Linked DNA regions of Drosophila melanogaster: region 1 is linked to region 2. A link is a contact called in public Hi-C data. All regions are on one chromosome and are shown on one strand. The core of a region is the stretch at or near the end of the contact, and the rest is flanking DNA. Distances in the headings are between cores, read along the strand shown.

Evidence for each region. Hi-C and Micro-C count contacts between places; a contact is called where the count stands out from the background.
Region 1: a Hi-C map of the Kc167 cell line shows a contact between it and region 2, with 8 times the contacts expected there. The contact joins the promoter of spi here to the promoter of Swip-1 in region 2.

Annotation. Positions count from the first base shown.
Region 1 is chr2L:19,573,267-19,578,701 of dm6, reverse strand. spi (spitz) reads left to right here and starts at 1,387. Exons shown (of 3, transcript NM_134291.5): 1 at 1,387-1,516. msb1l reads right to left here and starts at 1,001. Exons shown (of 2, transcript NM_136147.4): 1 at 728-1,001; 2 at 1-662. The coding sequence starts at 904.
Region 2 is chr2L:18,984,856-18,990,588 of dm6, reverse strand. It overlaps Swip-1 (Swiprosin-1), which reads left to right and starts at 3,309. Exons shown (of 2, transcript NM_001299150.1): 1 at 3,309-3,917. The coding sequence starts at 3,679. It overlaps EMC5 (ER membrane protein complex subunit 5), which reads right to left and starts at 2,882. Exons shown (of 3, transcript NM_136082.4): 1 at 2,719-2,882; 2 at 2,601-2,653; 3 at 2,258-2,532. The coding sequence starts at 2,800. The coding sequence ends at 2,338. CG15170 reads left to right here and starts at 356. Exons shown (of 3, transcript NM_136083.2): 1 at 356-434; 2 at 502-636; 3 at 818-2,321. The coding sequence starts at 362. The coding sequence ends at 2,295.

The DNA of each region.
Region 1 (5,435 bases), core at 138-2,637, 590 kb before region 2:
CGCTCCAAATGTTTGTTCGACGGCACTTCTGGTAGCTGCTCCTCGCCAGCGACAAAGGAGGCCATGCTGCTGCCAGTGCTGAGATTCAGGGTCAGTGTTTCCAGGATGTGCTCCAGCATCTGGGCCTCGCGTGCCTCCTCCTCCTCGTCGTCGCAGAAGATGATGGGTGTGCGATCGACGCCCAGGCTGGGCGATCGGGGATCACCATGGGGCTGCTGTTCTGGCGGGGGCGTGGCCATTTTCACCTGGCCCTGCTCCAGATTCGGCTCCTGATACGGCAGCAGCTGTTGCTCGCAAGGCAAGGTTTCTTCCTGATCATAGGGCAGTGAAACAATCTCCAGGGAAATATTGTTGTGTGCAGCAGACGGCGGTGTGCCGAAGCTATCGCAGCTCTCCTCTAAATCCACTTGGGGCGGTGATGCAGGCACTGCTCTCTGTGCTGTACCCACCCTGGTGTCCACGAAGAGATCGGCGAATGTGTCATCCATATTAAGCGAACGAACCTCATCGAGGACCAGTGGAGTGCGATTCAGCTGAGGAGAGCGAGGATCGTTCAGGGAGAAGCCCTTGAGCAAACGTTTTCGCAGCATGGAGAAGGCATTTTCACTGGTGGTCACATGCTGCTCCTCCTCCTCAACGCGAGGTTTTGACGCCTGCAAGAACTACAACGCAGCCATCATTACTAGGGTTAGTAATATCAAAAAATACCTAATGCCTATAAACTCACGGTTAAAGGCGTGCGGCAGCCATTTGGTGATCGAGGATCGAGCAAAGCGTTGTTTTGCTCTCGATTCGGCGTCGTCATTTCCATTTGTTCTCGCTTTTCGCTGGCCAGGCGCATTTTGTTTAGTGTCGGCGTATCCGGCAGATATTCACCTTCCATTTTTGTTGCCTTTGCTCCCATTTTAATCAAATAATCTGACTTATTTTGCGACTTCTCACTAAATGTTGCGGGGTAAAATAAAATCGTTGCCGCGCATTTGTTTTGAAATGGCGTCGTGTGGAGTTGCCGGATCAGGAAATGCCAACTGGTAACAGTATTGTTAACGTCAGTCTAGCTATTTTCAAGCCAATTCTAGCAGTGATTACAAATGGATTTTATCACTAGTTCTTTCATTATTACTAATAACTAACTAATCGTTACAAATATAAATAGAAATTAAACAACGTTTGGGATATTTAGAACTTAAGTCTGTAATGTTTAGGTGGATTCTTCTTGTTTTACTCCTCTCAAATAAATTTATGAATTGATTTTTATTTATAGTACATAAGAAAATGTAAAATTCAGTAAACAAATAAACTAATATTAAAGTTATCAGATATTTTTTTTAATTTCGCTTTACAGCACTGATTTTTATGCTGCCTCGCGATAGTGTCATCTCCCTCCAGCTAAAGTCTGGCAACACTTGTTCATTTAAGACGCGACACAACGAATTGTACTCTTTCAGTTTTTCAAAAAGAAAATGGCATGAAAACAGGCCAAAAAAGTGCGACAAACGAAGAGCTAAATCCCAAAGTAAGTGGTAAAGTAAGTGATAAACATCCAAATGAAAGCAACCCAAATGCATACATAAATGCGCGAGTGTGTGTGCTAAATTATAACAGTAGTGACTGTGTACCTTCACGGAAAAAGGGAAATGAAGACAGGAAACTGGGTTTTTTTACTCCAGATGACTATTTTTATTGAATTTACGCAGTTGCTGTACTAAATAGGCGAGTGTTTTTGTGTATGTGTGTGTGGGCGCCGCAAGCAGCAGTAAATTCTCCTGTGTGTATATGTGTTTTTTTTTTCTATGGCCGTCTCCTTTTTACACACACTAGCGCACAATACAGCTGCGCCTTGTTTTTTGCCGACATTTTTTCTGCTTAGTTTTATTTATTTTATTTCAATTAGGCAGACAAATTATTTTGCTCGCTTTGTGGAGCCATCAATGTGGGTTAGTAAGCTAAAGTGCTGCGTAAAATTGCGCTATTGTTTTATTTGCCAATTGTAGCGCAAAAAGTAAGCAAATTGTATACACACAAACGCCAGAGCGCATGTCGTGCAGACTTTCTCTCTTGCTCCAAATTGCGAGTGTATGCATCTGCGTTCGTGTGCGTGTGAGTACTGAAAACAACCGAATTTCATTCATTGCTCATTTCCGAGAAAAACTACACGCTACACTCGTCGCCATCTGCAATTGCACCTCTGTGTGCGTAAGTCACTGTATCACAAGTACATTATATGAACTATGTATATAGGAGCCGCTGCAGTTGTGCAACATGTTAATTGATTCCAGGGGCTGCTGGGCGTGGCAGGTGCAAAAGCCCCTTCCACCTGGCTTCTATTTACAGAAACTTCTTCCCACTTCCAGAGTTCAACATTCTTGCTCTTCCCGTCGCTTGACCGCGTTTTTCAAACATTCCACGAGCGGTCTTAGCACACTCACACCGGCACGCTATGTGTGTATACATACGTATGTACGTATATTGATTTCAATCAACTTTGAAGCGCGCTCTGGCCTTCTCCTTCGCTCATTCGGCGGTGTGCTATGCTCTGCCTGTCTCTCTCGTGCTCATCTGTCAATTGAGCACCACGTCCGTTTGTCGGCTCATCAGCAATTTACACAGACACACACTTCACCGCGCTGCATCCGTGTGGGTAAATTCCATTTCCTGTTTATAATATTGCGGCGTCTTGTCTGTCTGTCTGTCTGGCGTACAGCGGAGACGCAAACCAGCGTCCCTTTCGCCTTTCGTTCCGCTCATCTCGCTGCACAATGGATCGATCCTAAATAAGCATCTTTTAAAAAGTATTCAAAGTTTGTAAATCGTAACGCATAGCAAATATATTGTTATCGTCATAGTTTGTCATGGTTATAGTTTTGTTAGCTTATTTTTGTTATTCTAAACATTTTAAATTAATACTACATCTTTTTGCAAATCGGATATCCGTCTACTTTCGCTCTTATCCCACGTACATATCTCCCACTTACGATCATCCGCGAGTTTCGGTTCCGTAGCACGTTACCTTACGCATCGCAACCACTGTGCCGTTGGCATTGGAACGCTGACCGCTTTGCGGCTGGGAACGATGGGGAATCGGAACATCCGAATGCGACGCGCTCCGCTCTTATTCGAATTCCCAGCCTGATCCGGCTGTCACTGCTCTTGTTGTTGCGGCAGCGGTGAGTTGAGTAGTACAGTACGTGCCACTTCCTTTACATTCAGAAAAATAAAAATTGCTCACACACACTCATGCATGTATACGCCTAAAGCATACATAAACAGACGTTCCGGACAGACAGACAAACATTGAGTGGAGCGTTGGGAGGGGAGCGGTTGCTTGGCGTCTGCGCCGTGTGTTGTTGCTTTTATGCTGCCCCTACTTATTGTTCTTGTACAGTTGCAAAGCCACTCACATGCGTGTGTGTGTGTGTGTGTGGAGCCAAAACAGTGAAAACGAGTTTGATGTCTGGCTAGATATGGCAACTCTGTCGGCGAGTGCACATCCCCCCAACCCCAAGCCCCAAGCACCCGCTTATTAGAAGAGAAATACCGCAGAGCGTTGTTGTTGATTTTACGTAAGAAGGCCGTCGAACTCAGCATAGAAAATGGTGAGCGAAAGAAAGAGCGGCCGCGAGATAGATGAAATATGGGGGCCCACGACCAGAACCACAGCCAGAGAGAGTGTGCATGCAAATAGGTGCGAGTGTGTGCGTCTAATGATTACCGTTACTATTTGCATGTTGTCTAGTCAGACGTCTCGCGACCCAGACTGTGCGACCCACCAGGCAATTGGCGAAAAATTCTTCGTCGTGACCTTTCATCGTCATCGTTTCAACCGGACATCCAAGCTATATGCATATGTATGTATGTATGTGTGCGTGACAGTAATGTTGTTTATTGATTTTATTAGCATTGCCTTCGAATTGGCTTTCCGAATGAGCATACAAATATATACGACAATGACGGTAATGGCGGTAAAAACGTTAGCAAATTGCAAGAATGCACTGAAAAAAATTCATACAGTGGGGCAATTAAAAGTACATTAATGTCTCTAGGGCTCTAGGAACTCTGCTGGTTCGTAACATTTAGATTGCAGATATGAACTAACTAATATCGGCCAAATTACGCGAAAGAAAACCAATTACAAAGCGGTCTGGAGGAATCCTTCGCAAAGCATTGCTAGTGCTGTGACTGCAGCTGTACACTTGCCACTCAGTTGCGTGCATTTCTGCATTTCTGCCGGCTGTGGTTCAACGTCCTAAGCCGCACACAACAAGTGCAACAATTGTAACATCAACAAAGCAACAGAACACCGCAAAAGGGGCAGAAAAGCGGTGTGGCAAAGAAGCACAACTTGATGGGGGAATCGGATTGGGAATGGGAATGCACAAATGCAGAAGCGAAGCGACGAAGATGGCAAACGGAATGAGGGCAGGTCCTAGGGCAATCCATTAACATTTTGCCCATCGCCCATCCCCCATCATCATCGTCATCGTCATCGTCGTCATCTTCTTGGTATTATTGTACAGTTGAACCTGTAGCACTGAGTCCCGTCCCGCTGGGCTGTGAACTAAGCCGATTGATTGTCCAAATCTCACCAGAATCGAATTGCCATCCGGGTGACTCTTGGTTTCTTTCTTTTCCTGCCTTTTTCTACTTTTCTCCCGCTTTTGGATGCATTCCGACATAACCCAGAAAGCGTGTGCCAGGTTGTTGCTGTTGTGTCGCTTGTGACGTCAATTGGCTGTGGAATGGTGTCTGCGGCCCACATTGCGGACCGACTGCCCACCGGAAACGGGTAGTTGTGCCGCTTTCATACATGCAGTACATGTACATAGGTCGAATCCGCCTTATTAGAGGTGGAGAAACATCGATGATTCCTCGAAAAACATCGATGTTTGTGATTTTTTGAAAAAATCGACGACATCGACGTTGGCATTTCAGTAAAGGAATTCCAAAATCTCATTTACCTGTGAAAACCGCGCCCCAAATGTTTTAGATCGCGTATGGATTTTCCCAGAATATATACATAAAATAAATATATGTAATTTTATAACATAAAGTTACCTCTTGGGAGCTCTCGAAGCTGCAGCACACCTTTTTACCATATTTTTGAGTGAATGTGCAGTTATTGGAGAAACCCTCTTCCAGCCCTGATACGCGAATCTCCAGCAAGTTGCTCCCATTTCAAGGGGCGTTGAATCGCGAGAATCTGGAAAGTCAAAATAGCAATATTTATGGCAACGACATCGGTCGGAGCTTTATTTTTGGCGCGCTTCTCGAGCGGCCAGAAGAAATTTCCCGAGGAATGGAATGTTGTTTACTTGCGCGCCTGCGCATCGCATCCGCATCCTCAACCTTCGGCCAGTTCCATGAAATCTGCAGTGGGGCCGAACTCGTCTGGGTTTCATCCTGTTCGTCCTGTTTGTCCGGCTACCTGCCCCGCC
Region 2 (5,733 bases), core at 2,060-4,559:
CATTATGCATATGCCGGAATAAAGTTGGGTAACCTTACAACTGTGGTTGGGAAATTATCTATATCGAAAGGATTTCGTTAGGACATCAAGCAACTCTCTATTTTAAGCCTTAAAATAATTGAAGAATTTCTACCAACGTAAGTTTTTTATGGTGGCAATTTAAGAACACATTTAGCGAGTGTAACTTTTTATTTAAATGATAATGTTTGGTTATTTTAAAGTTAAATGGCTTTTTCCAGCTTATCCTTATCAACAGTTCGCCTATATCAACTCATTGTTATATTGTCTGATAAGTCATAAACAGATTAGGGATTCCAATTTTGCAAACAAAGGTGCACTACATTCTTTATGAGCTGTCAAAATGCGTGGACTGCAGACAAATCGCCACTCAAGCTTCCACCACCTGCTCCTCCTTTTCCTGGTCCTCCTGAGATGTGAGCTACCTGCGATTTCCCACGGAAAAATGCGTTGTAACCTTAGAGGGGTTTTTTTTTTTAATAGCAGACCGTTGTTTTGGCATTGTTTGCTACCACTGCGATTCCATTGCCCTGCCGGAATGTTCCCAGACCCTCGGAGAAGTGGGAGTTCTTCCCTACAAGGAGTGCGCTACCGAGCTGACGTGTGCCATGTCCATTGGTAAGTGAACCTAAATGTGATTTGTAATTGTTTCTAAATCGACGGATAGTCGGCCATTTTATAGAATCTATTTTTGCAATTCATTAATATTTCAAAGGTAAAGACCATTGATATTGATTGATACATATTTGAAATATTTAGTAACTCCGATTTTCTATACCATTAATCGCACACAAATTAGTGGACTCCATTACATACCGCGGCTGCGGAGCAGAAACCCCCATCATCGGAGCGACTTACTCAAAGACTTGCTCAACGAACCTGTGCAATGCGGGTGTCTATCCGCCGGGACGACTTAAGTGCCATCATTGCGCTGGACAGGAATGCGTGGCAGCTCCAGCATCCAAACCAAAACCCTGTCGCTATCATTTGGAAGAGGATCAGTGCTACACGGATGTCATAAGTTCTTCAGATGCCTACAGAGGTTGTACCTCCGAGCAGAATCACACGCTGTCCACTTCCGCCCAACTGTGTGAGATCAATGGCTGCAATGAGGAGCAAGGAGCTTGGACCCAAGTCTGCGCCACCTGCGATTCAGCAATCGGCCGGGGTTGCAAGATAGATCTCTTTCAGGTCAACACCGGCAGGTGCAATGTTAGCTTATACGAGGAATGCCAGCAGGATGTTCTGTTGGGTGAGCAAGAGGATAAGTACTGCTTCAGCTTTCGCAGACTAAGCCGCGTTGTCAGAGGATGTTCTACTAAAATTCCAACAGATTTGGAGCCGTATGTAGAGCAATTAGAAAAGTGTAATACCAGTGACCACTGCAACGCAGGATGCATTACGCAGCAGAAGTGTTTTACATGCAACTCCGTGGATCAGGAACTTTGCCGGACAAATATTACGGCTATAGCTAATAGCACTTGTAGCTCCGCTGAGGCCTCTTCCTGTTTCTCCTGTGAGTACTCCAACTGGAGTATTCAGCGAGGCTGTGGAGCACCGCCGGAAAATCCTCAAATCACCAAGTGCTATGAATGCGATGAAGGCGCTGGGTGTAATAGTAAGGATTTCACCCGGTGCTACCAATGCAGCACGGATCAAGCGGGAGCAGGCTGTGCAAATTGGGAAAGTCCTGGCGAAATCTACATTGAAGAATGCGATGAACCGGCTGCACCATGTGTGGTTGTTTCCTTTAACAACGCCACCACTGCGAGAGGTTGCCAAAAATCGGACTTCAGCTGTGCTTCCGCAAATGTGGCCAGTTGTCGACTATGCGAAGGAAGTTTCTGCAACAAAGGATCATTTCCGGAGGAGCGCCTCTGGTGTCATCAGTGTAGGGGAGTGCAGGACTGCGAGGAGATCTCCAGGGGACAAACGGCTATGCCTTGTCCGGCTCGAGCAAATGAGCCGGAGGATCAAGAATTGGCCTGCTTGGAGTACTTTGACATCAACAGTAAAGAAATTGTAAGAGGATGTCGTTCCAATCCCGAGCTATACTACGAATGTCTCTTAAGGAGTAACCACTTCGACAGTTGTCGCACTTGTCACAGTCAGGCATGCAATAATAGTCCTGGCCGGGAATTAAGAGCCAGCTATGAGCTGGAGGCCAAGGCATTGTCCTTGTTGCAAGGCAAGAGTTCCGCAATATCCATCAAATTTTCGAATGCAGGTTACGGAGTTTGGTTGATCTTTAGCGTTATCTATATTGTAACTTGCTGAGACTATAAATAAAAGGATAGCAGAACTTAAAAGAAAGGTCTCTTATTCCGGGGGCGTATATCCAGGATTTAAGGCACGACCACGGTGATTGAAGGAATAGAACGAGGGGAAGTTGCCCAAGGTGTCCCAAGTTTTCTGTTGCATGTCCACGGTGGCGCGAATTTCCTTGAAGTTGCCAACGATCTCGATGATGTTGTAAATCACAATCACCAAACTGATGACGGTCTGCAGGATAATCTAAGGATTGATAAAGGAAAACTTTTCGTGAGTAACCATGCAAGCACCCTAAATGCACCGAAACCTACGTCCAATGGAAGGCTATTCCATTCCTGCTCCGTCAGCCTCAAATAGGTGCGATCTGTGGAGTAAATGCGGCACTTAGTGGTCCAAAGTTTATTTACCACAACAGTGACGAAAACTTACGATGGGCAGCAGAAAAAGCAGCATGTGCCAGGCTGGCAAATCCGGCAATTAGCAAGAGTTTGTTAAACAGTTTACTGCCCATTTTTATTGAACAATTACGAATTACAATCACAGTCGGTACAATTTTCTACAAAATTTTGCTAAATTGCTATCAAAATGCGGGCACACCTAGGGCTGGGAGCTTTGGACGATAGTTTAGGGTTGTCTGTATACCTCATATGCCGTAATATATTTAAGAATCTTAAATTTAAATATTTTATTGGGAACAACATTAAAATTATACAAAGATTGATTTTGTGATCAAACTAATTATATAATTATATTATAACTATATAAACATACAATAAATATTCGGTTACATATTTTGCTTAAGAAAGTTAAAAACTTTCGTAAAATTTGAAACCGTCTGTTCATCAGCTAGCTTTAAATAATGATTATATACATTATTAGTAACAGAATGAATTAAAAAAATTGTAAGGTATATATATTGCCTCGAAATTCAGCTGACTTTGGTATTTGTCAGCACACGGTCACTCGAAAAATGCCGCCGCGCCCGCTGGTATATTTGAACGCTCGTGTCACGGTCGCACTTTCATTCGTCTCTCAGCGTTCAGAAGATTCGGTAGTCGCGGCGGTCGAAGCGGAACACCAGTTGTCCAATAAGAAAGCCAATTTGCAGCAAAAAAAAAAAAAAAGACCGGCAATTCAAACGCACCTTGCAACTGTTTTTTCAAAGCCAAAAAAGGACTCAGGGCCACTCCCCACGACAAAAGCTTACGTGCAACGAGTCCGTGTGTGTTTTCCTGGCGCATCGCCGCATTTGTGTGTGTATCCGGACATCTCTTTTACGGTCCTTTTTGCGTGGGTGTGCCAAAAGGAAGAGAGAGTGAGAAGGCAGCAGAAAAGGGCAGAAAGGGAAATTCCAGCACACTAAAAAGCGAGTCAACAAGGAGCGACACAATGTCCGTTTCCTCGAACGCCTCATCCGCCTCCAACAAGGACAGCGTGGACAGCCCCAGCAGCACCACCAACACGGACAGCTCCGAGCTGACGCACATCCTCAATCGGCGCCAGGAGATCATGGAGTCCCAGGAGGCGGGCATCGAGGTGCGTCGCACCTACAAAGTGGTCAACGTCTACACCGACTTCCCCGAGTTCTCCCGTAACCAGATCAAGGACTACCAGAAGACCTTCAATACGTAAGTGAAGGCCGCCGAGCAATATTTACTTTTGTCCAGAGCCACTTTAAGGCGCAATATAAATTATATTAATATGGCGAAAAGGAAGCCAACATTTTGTTTATTGTTTTTGAAAACACCTGAGCAAAATCCGTTGCAATAATAATAGTTTATGATAAGTAACGATCATCTCTAGATTATTAAATAAATACAGTGTACTAGACACACTTGTATACATTACAAACGTTTGTAAATGTATATCTATTACACAAGATAATTCAAAAACAGAAATCAGTTTGCAAAACTATTTTAGGGCTTTCAATTTGCGCCAACCTTTACACTCCTTTCACCTGCAACGGCCACTTTCCCAGGCATCTCACCGCATTTGCGTCTCATTAAATGGCAACATAAAACTCATGCGCCTAATGATCATTTAAATTGCATTTACTGCAGCCCCTCCTGCAGCCAACCCACCCCTCCCCTGCCCCCCTGGGCAATGGGGCATGACTCACAAGTACTTGCGGAGAAGTTTTGTCACAGTCACTGGCTTATTCCCAAGTCGTGCTCCCGTCGCGCGGATCATGAGTCAAAAGTGGTTTTCTGCCCCAACACTTTCAGGCGGATTCAATTATCACACCACAGTCGAGCTCCCCTAAGTGCAATTTCTGTTAGCAAAAGCCAATCTTAAATATCGGTAATTCCGTTCAAAGTCATCATTCGATTATAGTGGCAAGGAAAAAGCTTATCCCACGTTAATACTCGTAATTCATTGAAACATTCTTTATTTATCTCTAAGGTTCTAATGCTCGACCTTAAGACTTAATAGCACCCATAGCGGTTATCGAGGTTCCCTTGTATTTGTTTACGGTTTTGCATTACCACCCGACAAAGCCAACTGTCGTCAGATGGGCCACCTTGCGAACGAAATGTGTTCCGAGGCTCTCCTTTCCCAGTTTCCTAGTCTTGTGGTGGATCGTTTTAGTGATAGCCCATCTTGGGTTTCGCTCAATCAACCGCAGCTGTATTGCGCAATGCCTTGTTAGATTAAATCTCTAGAATTGTTATTTAAATTCAAGTAGTTGGCACGTAGGGTTGTCTAGGCTGATAAGATATCTCGGTTTCATCCGAGCTGATTAGCGGAGAATCGCCAAGCACCTGTCACCTCTCCTAAGCGATTCAGTTCTTTACTCAGCTAAGGTGAGGCTGAATCACTAGGCAATTAAAAAATTATAATGAGAATTCATTATAATTAGCACGCTTAAGATAGTAACTGATTTCGCTTGTCTGTATCACTGGCCAGCTAAATAGGCAGTTAGTTAAAGTTTTCTTAAGCCTTCTTATTGGCTCCTCCCCAAAAATCAGTTCCTATGCATGTAGGCCAAAGTTTTGAGCTCTGAAAAATTGTCCAAACGTAAAAAGCCTGCATTACGGCAATGCGAACGTGTTCTGCAATTGTAAAGCAATGCACAGGCAGCAAAAAAGATAAAAACCAGAAAGAAAAACTCCAGGCAGTCTGGGAAATACTGGGTGCATGTGCCACAAATGGCAGACAGACAAGAGACTTTTGGTCTGCGATTAGCTAATGTGGTGGGTTACGTACATCTGTACGTACATATATGGATTATAAGATTCGATTTGGCCAGAAAACAGTTGTGCTTTGATTATACAATTGTCAATTTTGGGTCACCAATGGAGGAAATACAAAAGTACGCATACTCGCAAGCAGAAGTTATCAACTAGAATCTTAAAATGTATTTGTTCAATTTGCCGATGCGATGGACAGCTTTCATTTATTCAAGAATTGAATACGGCATTTTCACGATATTTGTAAAAAAAT